2 separate regions of the Zea mays genome follow, and region 1 is linked to region 2. The links are chromatin contacts, called in public Hi-C maps. All regions are on one chromosome and are shown on one strand. The core of a region is the stretch at or near the end of the contact, and the rest is flanking DNA. Distances in the headings are between cores, read along the strand shown. Region 1 holds the start of LOC103653298 (abscisic acid 8'-hydroxylase 3-like). Region 2 holds the start of LOC100216617.

Region 1 (3,281 bases), core at 415-2,914, 280 kb before region 2:
CAGGTCCCCATGCATATGCTCCACGCAATGGAGCGAGCACGAACCATATGGCGAAACGTGGGCACATGGTGCCTGCCAGCCATAACCAAGAAGCAAAACGTCAACGGTAGGGATGGCAACGGGGAATTCCCCGCCGGGGAATAGCTCCCCATCCCCGTCCCCGTGACGAAAAAACTTCCCCGCGGGATCCCCATGAACGCTTGCGGGGAGCATTTCTTCCCCATCCCCGTTCCCCGCGGGGATAAATCCCAACGGGGATCCCCATCCCCGTTTAAATTACAATTAAGACATACATACTTTGCTATTAATGTTAAATATTGCCGCTTATACACATTGTCAGATATAAGAAATCATTATGCATACATCAAAATGAACACATTTGTACAATTAGTGGTCTCTTGATAAGGTAATTATTTATTTTTGTCGTTAACTAGTACAAAAAACATAGTCACATGCAAGTTTAACGGGTCCTCGCGGGGAACAGGGATGGGGAATGCTTCCCCGTCCCCATCCCCGTTTACCCGTCGGGGGTTAAATTTTCCCCGTTTATATCCCCGCGGGGGAAGTTTCTTCCCCATCCCCATCCCCTAATGGAGGAATTCCCTGCGGGGAATCGGGGATCGGGTCCCCATTGCCATCTCTAGTCAACGGTGAGGGGGGGGGGAGGGGGAGGCACTAGTACATACAAAGTACAGTGTCCGTGTGCTACGACCATATATAGATCAGAACATCATGGCTTCATGGAAAGAAATGAGTTGAGGATTGGGGGAAAAGCTGCGCGCAAAGCTCGTGGATTTTGGATACAGAGGGTTCTTTGAAGCAAGTTTTAGGATTGTTTTTTTTATAAAATTGTGAACCATGTAAACTAGTGCTTTAGTATAGTATTTAAAGACTGCCCAGCGTACAACTTTTGAGAGTCGTCTAGTTCTCAACCGACGGTCAAAATAATTTACATCGTTTAATTTTAAATAGAGAAAACGCTGAAATACCGGCCGTTAGCCTAGTTTGGAATCTTTGAGTTATATAAATTCCATTCAAATAATTGTAATTTAGAGATAGATGAACTAAGCTAATTTAGTTTTATGTGAAATATATTATGTATATTGCTATTGACCATATGGTTTATATGTTATATTCCTACTATATGAGAGCAAGCCAAAGATCCTATTATAAGATAGAGAGTACGAACATAAATTTACAGATATGTAAAATTAATTTTCATTTTTCACCGTATTAATTTTTTGGAGATAGATTTATATCTAAAAATTTGAAAAATGGTGGAATGTCAAATTCCAAGTTAAATAACCCACTCTATTAAGTACATTCCAATTCCTTCAAAATAAATGGATCCAAACGGACGGATCCTTAGCGAAAATCAATTCTGCAGTAACCATAACAAGGAGGGTTCGAAAAAAAGGAAGTGTAGCTCGAGCATAGTTTTTTTTTGTCACGCCTCTAAACATAACATGGAGTGTGTAAGGCAATGTTAGAGTTGCTCTAGTCACACATGCATGCTCTTGGTTTTAGCCTATTTTATTCTCTACTCCCCTAATATTTTAGAAATTGTGTGACCAGGATCAGACAAGTGCTATTTCCATTGACAACCCTCTCCACTTGCCTCCTGGATCTCTATAAATACCACAAATGTGGCTCCCCTCTCACCACCACCGTTTGGAAAGAAGATCATCTCAGATCGCTCCTCTCCCCTCGTGCCCCTCTCCCCTCGTGCTCCTCTTCAAATAGCACTCGGGTACAAAAGGGAAGTACAACGAAGGCACTTGGCTGCCTTCTGAGGCTGAGAGAGGATCACTCTTCTTACAAGTTGCAGCGTAGGGGCGGCCACCACACCACATGGCTTTCTTCCTCGCTGTAGCTTGCATCTACATCGTCTCCCTCACTCTGCTGGTGCTGCTGCTCGACGCGAGCAGACGACGGAGAACAACCGGAGGTGGCAGTAGCAGCACGGAGGAGCACAAGCTGCCTCCTGGCTCCCTGGGTCTGCCGTTCCTCGGCGAGACTCTCCAGCTCTACTCCCAGAACCCGAAGGTCTTCTTCGCCTCCAGGCTGAAGAGGTATTATTACAAGAGTGCCGGCCATTGTTCTGTTAATTAGATGCAAATGCCATCATCTTTCTTCGAGACTAATTGTCTGTGCCGGCCCGCATAGGTACGGCGAGGTGTTCAAGACACACGTGCTGGGTTGCCCCTGCGTGATCTTGGCGAGCCCGGAGGCGGCGCGGATGGTGCTGGTGTCTCAGGCGCACCTGTTCAAACCGACGTACCCACCGAGCAAGGAGCGCATGATTGGCGCGCAGGCCCTCTTCTTCCACCAGGGCGACTACCACCTCCGCCTGCGCCGCCTCGTGAAGGGCTGGCTTGGCCCGGACGCGCTCCGCGGCCTCGTGCCCGACGTCGAGGCCGCCGTGGCGTCCACGCTCGACGGGTGGGAAGGCCGCGTCACCAGCACCTTCCATACCATGAAGAGGGTACGTGCCAGTGCCAGTGCCAGCCAGCGCTACTGCGAACGGTCCCCCAAAAGAAAAGAAAAGAAATGCAATGCGTGTGCTGCCGGTCTTTCGTTCTAGCTCTTGCACTGTACGCTTGCGTGGACGCGTGGTGCGCGCGCATGCGCTGCCGTAGTTATAGTTCCTGACGGTGGCCACCCCACCCCGACCTCTTGGCATTTTCCTGCCCTTGGTTTGCAGCTCACCTTCGACGTCGGCGTCATCGCCATCTTCGGCCACCGGCTGGCCGGCCACGTGAAGGAGGAGCTGAGGAGGAACTACTTCACCATGGAGAAAGGCTACAACAGCTTCCCCATCCCGGTCGCCTGCACCAGCTACAGCCAGGCCATCAAGGTACTGCGGCCGAGGATTTCTGTTCTTTGTTGTTCCCCTCATCGTCACAATGTCATCAACACCGCACCCCCATGCAGGCGAGGCAGCGGCTGGGCGCGGTGCTGAGCGGCATCCTGGCGGAGCGGAGGGCGCGGCGGAGCGACGACGACGACGACCATGGCCTCCTGAACGCCCTCATGCGCTCCCGTGACGACAGCGGGGCGGCGCCGCCGCTCTCGGACGACCAGATCGCCGACAACGTTATCGGCGTGCTGTTCGCGGCGCAGGACACGACGGCCAGCGTGCTCACCTGGATCCTCAAGTTCCTCCATGACAACCCGAAGCTTCTGGAAGCCGTCAAGGTGAGAGCCAGAGCCAGCCAGCCGCGGCGATCGGAAGGGAGACACCGTACCTTCCGCGCAACAATTTTGTTTTGAGCATCTAC
Region 2 (3,545 bases), core at 430-2,929:
AAATTGTACAACATGGTATATACCTGCTTCTTCTGCAATTCTGCATTTTGTTCCTTCAGTTTCTGAACTTCGGCTTCCAACTCCATTGTATAAGCCTACATTCGTAACAGATATAAGCAACAGGTTATGTGTCGAAGTTGCAAATGTGATAGGCTAGGCCAGATGTGAGTCTACCTTACTACCTAATCAAATATCCGTTGATTTGGACAGGGCATAGACAAGGCCAATGTGCTTATTTATCAGAAGCAACTTGCAATAAGAAACAACTACTACTGATGCAACACATGCAAGAGTTCAGGAAAAGGGTGTGACCTGCTTACGGGCACGGGATCTAGCTGCAGACTCCCTGTTCTTGATCATCCTCCTCTGCCGCCGCTCCACAACCTTCTCCACACCCGCACCGCTCCTCCTTCCCCTTATCACTCCCTCAAAGGGGTATGGCACCGGAGCCATTGGCGATGACAGATCCTCATCGCTCTTGCCCATAGAATCCAGCTGGGCCACCGACGTATCCACCGGACTCACGGTGACCGCACCACCTGCCATCCCAGCCACCCCAGGCATCAACCCGTTGCCCATGGCCTGATCCCCGATCCCCACCGGCGCAAACACCATCGCTCCAGCCCCGGCGTCATTGGCGCCCCCAAAGTTGCCGAAAAAGATGGAGGCGCCATTACTGACCGCCTGAATCGGCCGTGGAGCAACCGGCTGCGCAGGGACAGCAGCAGCTGCCGCGGCAGGGTTGTCACGGACGACCCCGGCCCTGACCAGGAACTCCTCCAGCGTCATCTCCCCGAGAGTCGGCTGTCGGTTGGGCTGCGGCTCCTCGCCGCCAGCCGTCCCGGGCGGCGCCTCCCGCACGAAGTCCCGCCAGACCTCGTCCACCGTCTTGACGCTGAGAGTGCGCGGCAGCGCGAGAGACCCCTGTCTCTGCAGCGCCGCCCCGCCGTCGACGGCTGCCCCCAGCGCGGACACCGAGGCCGAGGCCGAGGCCGAAGCCGACGCCATGGCCTGGCTCTCCTCGGCGGTCCAGATGCTCCGCAGCAGCTCGTCCATGTTCATGGAGCCGAAGTCCTTGCCAAGCCCTCCCCCCATCCCGCCGAGCGTGTTCTGGAACTCGTCGAACGTGAGCGAGTAGATCGACCCCTGCCTCGACAGCGGATCCGGCCCCGCCGGCCCCCTCCTCTCGCATTCGTTGAGATCCATCGCCTCCCCCTCCTCTCACTGCGGCGCGACGACGAGGCGGGCGACGAGGAAGCCAGGCGGAATTCGCGGCGGGCTATATAGGTTGCTTGCGGGTTCTCGAAGACGCCAAAGCGAAAGCGATGGGCTCGTGCGCGGGCTCAATCGATGTGTGCGACGACCGAATTGGAAGGCACGGGCCCGGACTGTGCTGTGCCTGTGTGCGCCTCCGGCTCGCCTCAGTGGTAGTGGTGGACTGGTGTCTGGTGGTGGTGGTGTTGGGGTTGGGTGGGAGGAGGCTCGCGCTGGCAGCACCTGTCCCGCTCGCCGAGTTGCCTCGTCTTGGTGCGGGCGCTGTCGTCTCGCGCGGCGGGGGCGGAGGTCAGAGTGCGGCGGGCGACAGGTGTCCCTCCCGACGCCGGTGCCGGCGGTGTGCGTGTACGTGCTAACTGATAACGTGAAGTCGCCCGGATCGTCTGCGTTGATGCACGCGCCCGCACACCCACTGCCACGCTGCCCCTGTCGCAGAGGGTCCGGCCCGTCCGGGGGAGGGAGGGGTAGGCAGTGCGTGCCGCAGTGGAGGCGGAAGGGCGTACTACGTGGCGGCGCACCCAGGATCGAGCCGGTAGAGGCGACGTCAGGCCAATCAAAGCGCGAGACGTGTGTGTGTGTGTGTGGGGGGGGGGGGGGGGGGGGGGGGGGCAGCAGCAGTCACAGCACCTCCGTTGGCAGCCATTTTTTACTCCCCGACAAGAACATAAGTCACCTACGAGGCACGCCACCCCGGTTGGTGCCGCCGCGGCCGTACCGCCGGCGAGTGGGCCAGGGCAGCATGGGGCCGAGGCATCAGTTGGTCTTGGTGGGTGTCAGTGGGCAGGTGCGCGGGGTAGGCGCATTCACGGAAGCATCGTACCAACCAGATCTTGGCTACCATGGAACTGTTCCTCGTGCACCGGTGGTTCAGAACTAGGAATAATCAGTTGATTTTACATATCGTTAAACTTTAGGGCTTGTTCGGTTAGCTCTCAATCCATGTGGATTGAGTGGGATTGGATGGGTTTGAATCCCAAACAAGTCAAACTTCTTCTCAATTTTTTCCAATCCCATCCAATCCATGTGTATTGGGAATAACCGAACAAGCCCTTAGGGGGTGTTTGGTCCGGGTCACATCAAGCATTTGACTTTCAAATAGGAGTATGAAATATAGACCCAACCAACTGGACTAGATTCGTCTCGTCTTTTAATCTTCGGCTGAGAAATTAGTTTTATAATCCGACTACATTTAATACCCGGAACGGAGGTTCAAACATTCGATATGACAGAGGCTAAATTTTAATTTGGGGTAACCAAACACCCCCTTAGTCTTATCTTGTTAACTTTGCATTTTCATTCTAATTGCTGAGCCTCCATCATAAGTAAGCTCACACTTGATTAATTTTGATCAAAAGGTTGGAGATAAAGATTATGATGATGAACTTGTTGGATACTAGTCTAGTGATTTCTTCGGTCATCTTCACGTGGAAGGATGCTCATGTTTCGTTGAACTTTGATGAATAAAGGTTAAGACATTATGTCTGTTCGAAGTGTAATATGTTAATAATATTTATTTACGCTTTTATGCATTGTTTTTTTGATATATTACACTTCTGACATCAACATATGTGTGGAAATAGATCCTGACACACATATGCTATGCATTCGGTTTTACTCTTAAAACTGGGTATGACAAAAAATAACCAAACTCTCTAACTCCCACACCAACAAGGTTGATAAGAAAGCCACTACACCATACTTGTTGAAAAAGAAGAAAAATCACAAGTTGGTGGCCATCAAGATGAACAAGCAAGCCAAGGCAAGAGGGGGGTGAATAGGAATTTGGAGACTTGACAAAGGAAGGGTGCATATTATGCTATGCATCATACTAGATCATGTCATTGCTAAGTGAGTTAGTGAATACTATGGACCAAATTACTCCTCCCATGTTATAGTTAATTAGATTTATGATCTTGCAATTTCATTAACATCTAGTTTCTTTTGTGCCTAGGTTTGTATTTTGAAAGTCACCTAGAGGGGGTGAATAGGAGAAACCTGAAAATTATAAACTTTGGACACGCACTTCACCCGGAGTTAGGATTAGAAATAAATATTAGTGAATTCGGAGTGCGGAAGATGGTTCTCCTTGCTCAATCAATGCGGATAACTTTGGGAGCAAACTCAAAACAATATGAGCAAAAGAGCTTTAGAGAGAGGGGAGAAACAAATCGAATGGTGAAGATCAACACAAGTGGACACGACGATTTGTTTCCCGAGGTTCGGTTCCAAAGAACCTACTCCCCGTTGAGGAGGCCATAAAGGTCGAGTCT

The links. Hi-C and Micro-C count contacts between places; a contact is called where the count stands out from the background.
Region 1: a Hi-C map of tassel shows a contact between it and region 2, with 3 times the contacts expected there. The contact joins the promoter of LOC103653298 here to the promoter of LOC100216617 in region 2. A contact is called at or near these places in 3 of 25 Hi-C or Micro-C datasets (ear, leaf and tassel).

The regions. Positions count from the first base shown.
Region 1 is chr4:60,548,729-60,552,009 of Zm-B73-REFERENCE-NAM-5.0, reverse strand. LOC103653298 (abscisic acid 8'-hydroxylase 3-like) reads left to right here and starts at 1,664. Exons shown (of 9, transcript NM_001347215.1): 1 at 1,664-2,072; 2 at 2,167-2,485; 3 at 2,705-2,857; 4 at 2,935-3,198. The coding sequence starts at 1,852.
Region 2 is chr4:60,272,958-60,276,502 of Zm-B73-REFERENCE-NAM-5.0, reverse strand. It overlaps LOC100216617, which reads right to left and starts at 1,679. Exons shown (of 4, transcript NM_001366965.1): 1 at 313-1,679; 2 at 24-95. The coding sequence starts at 1,206.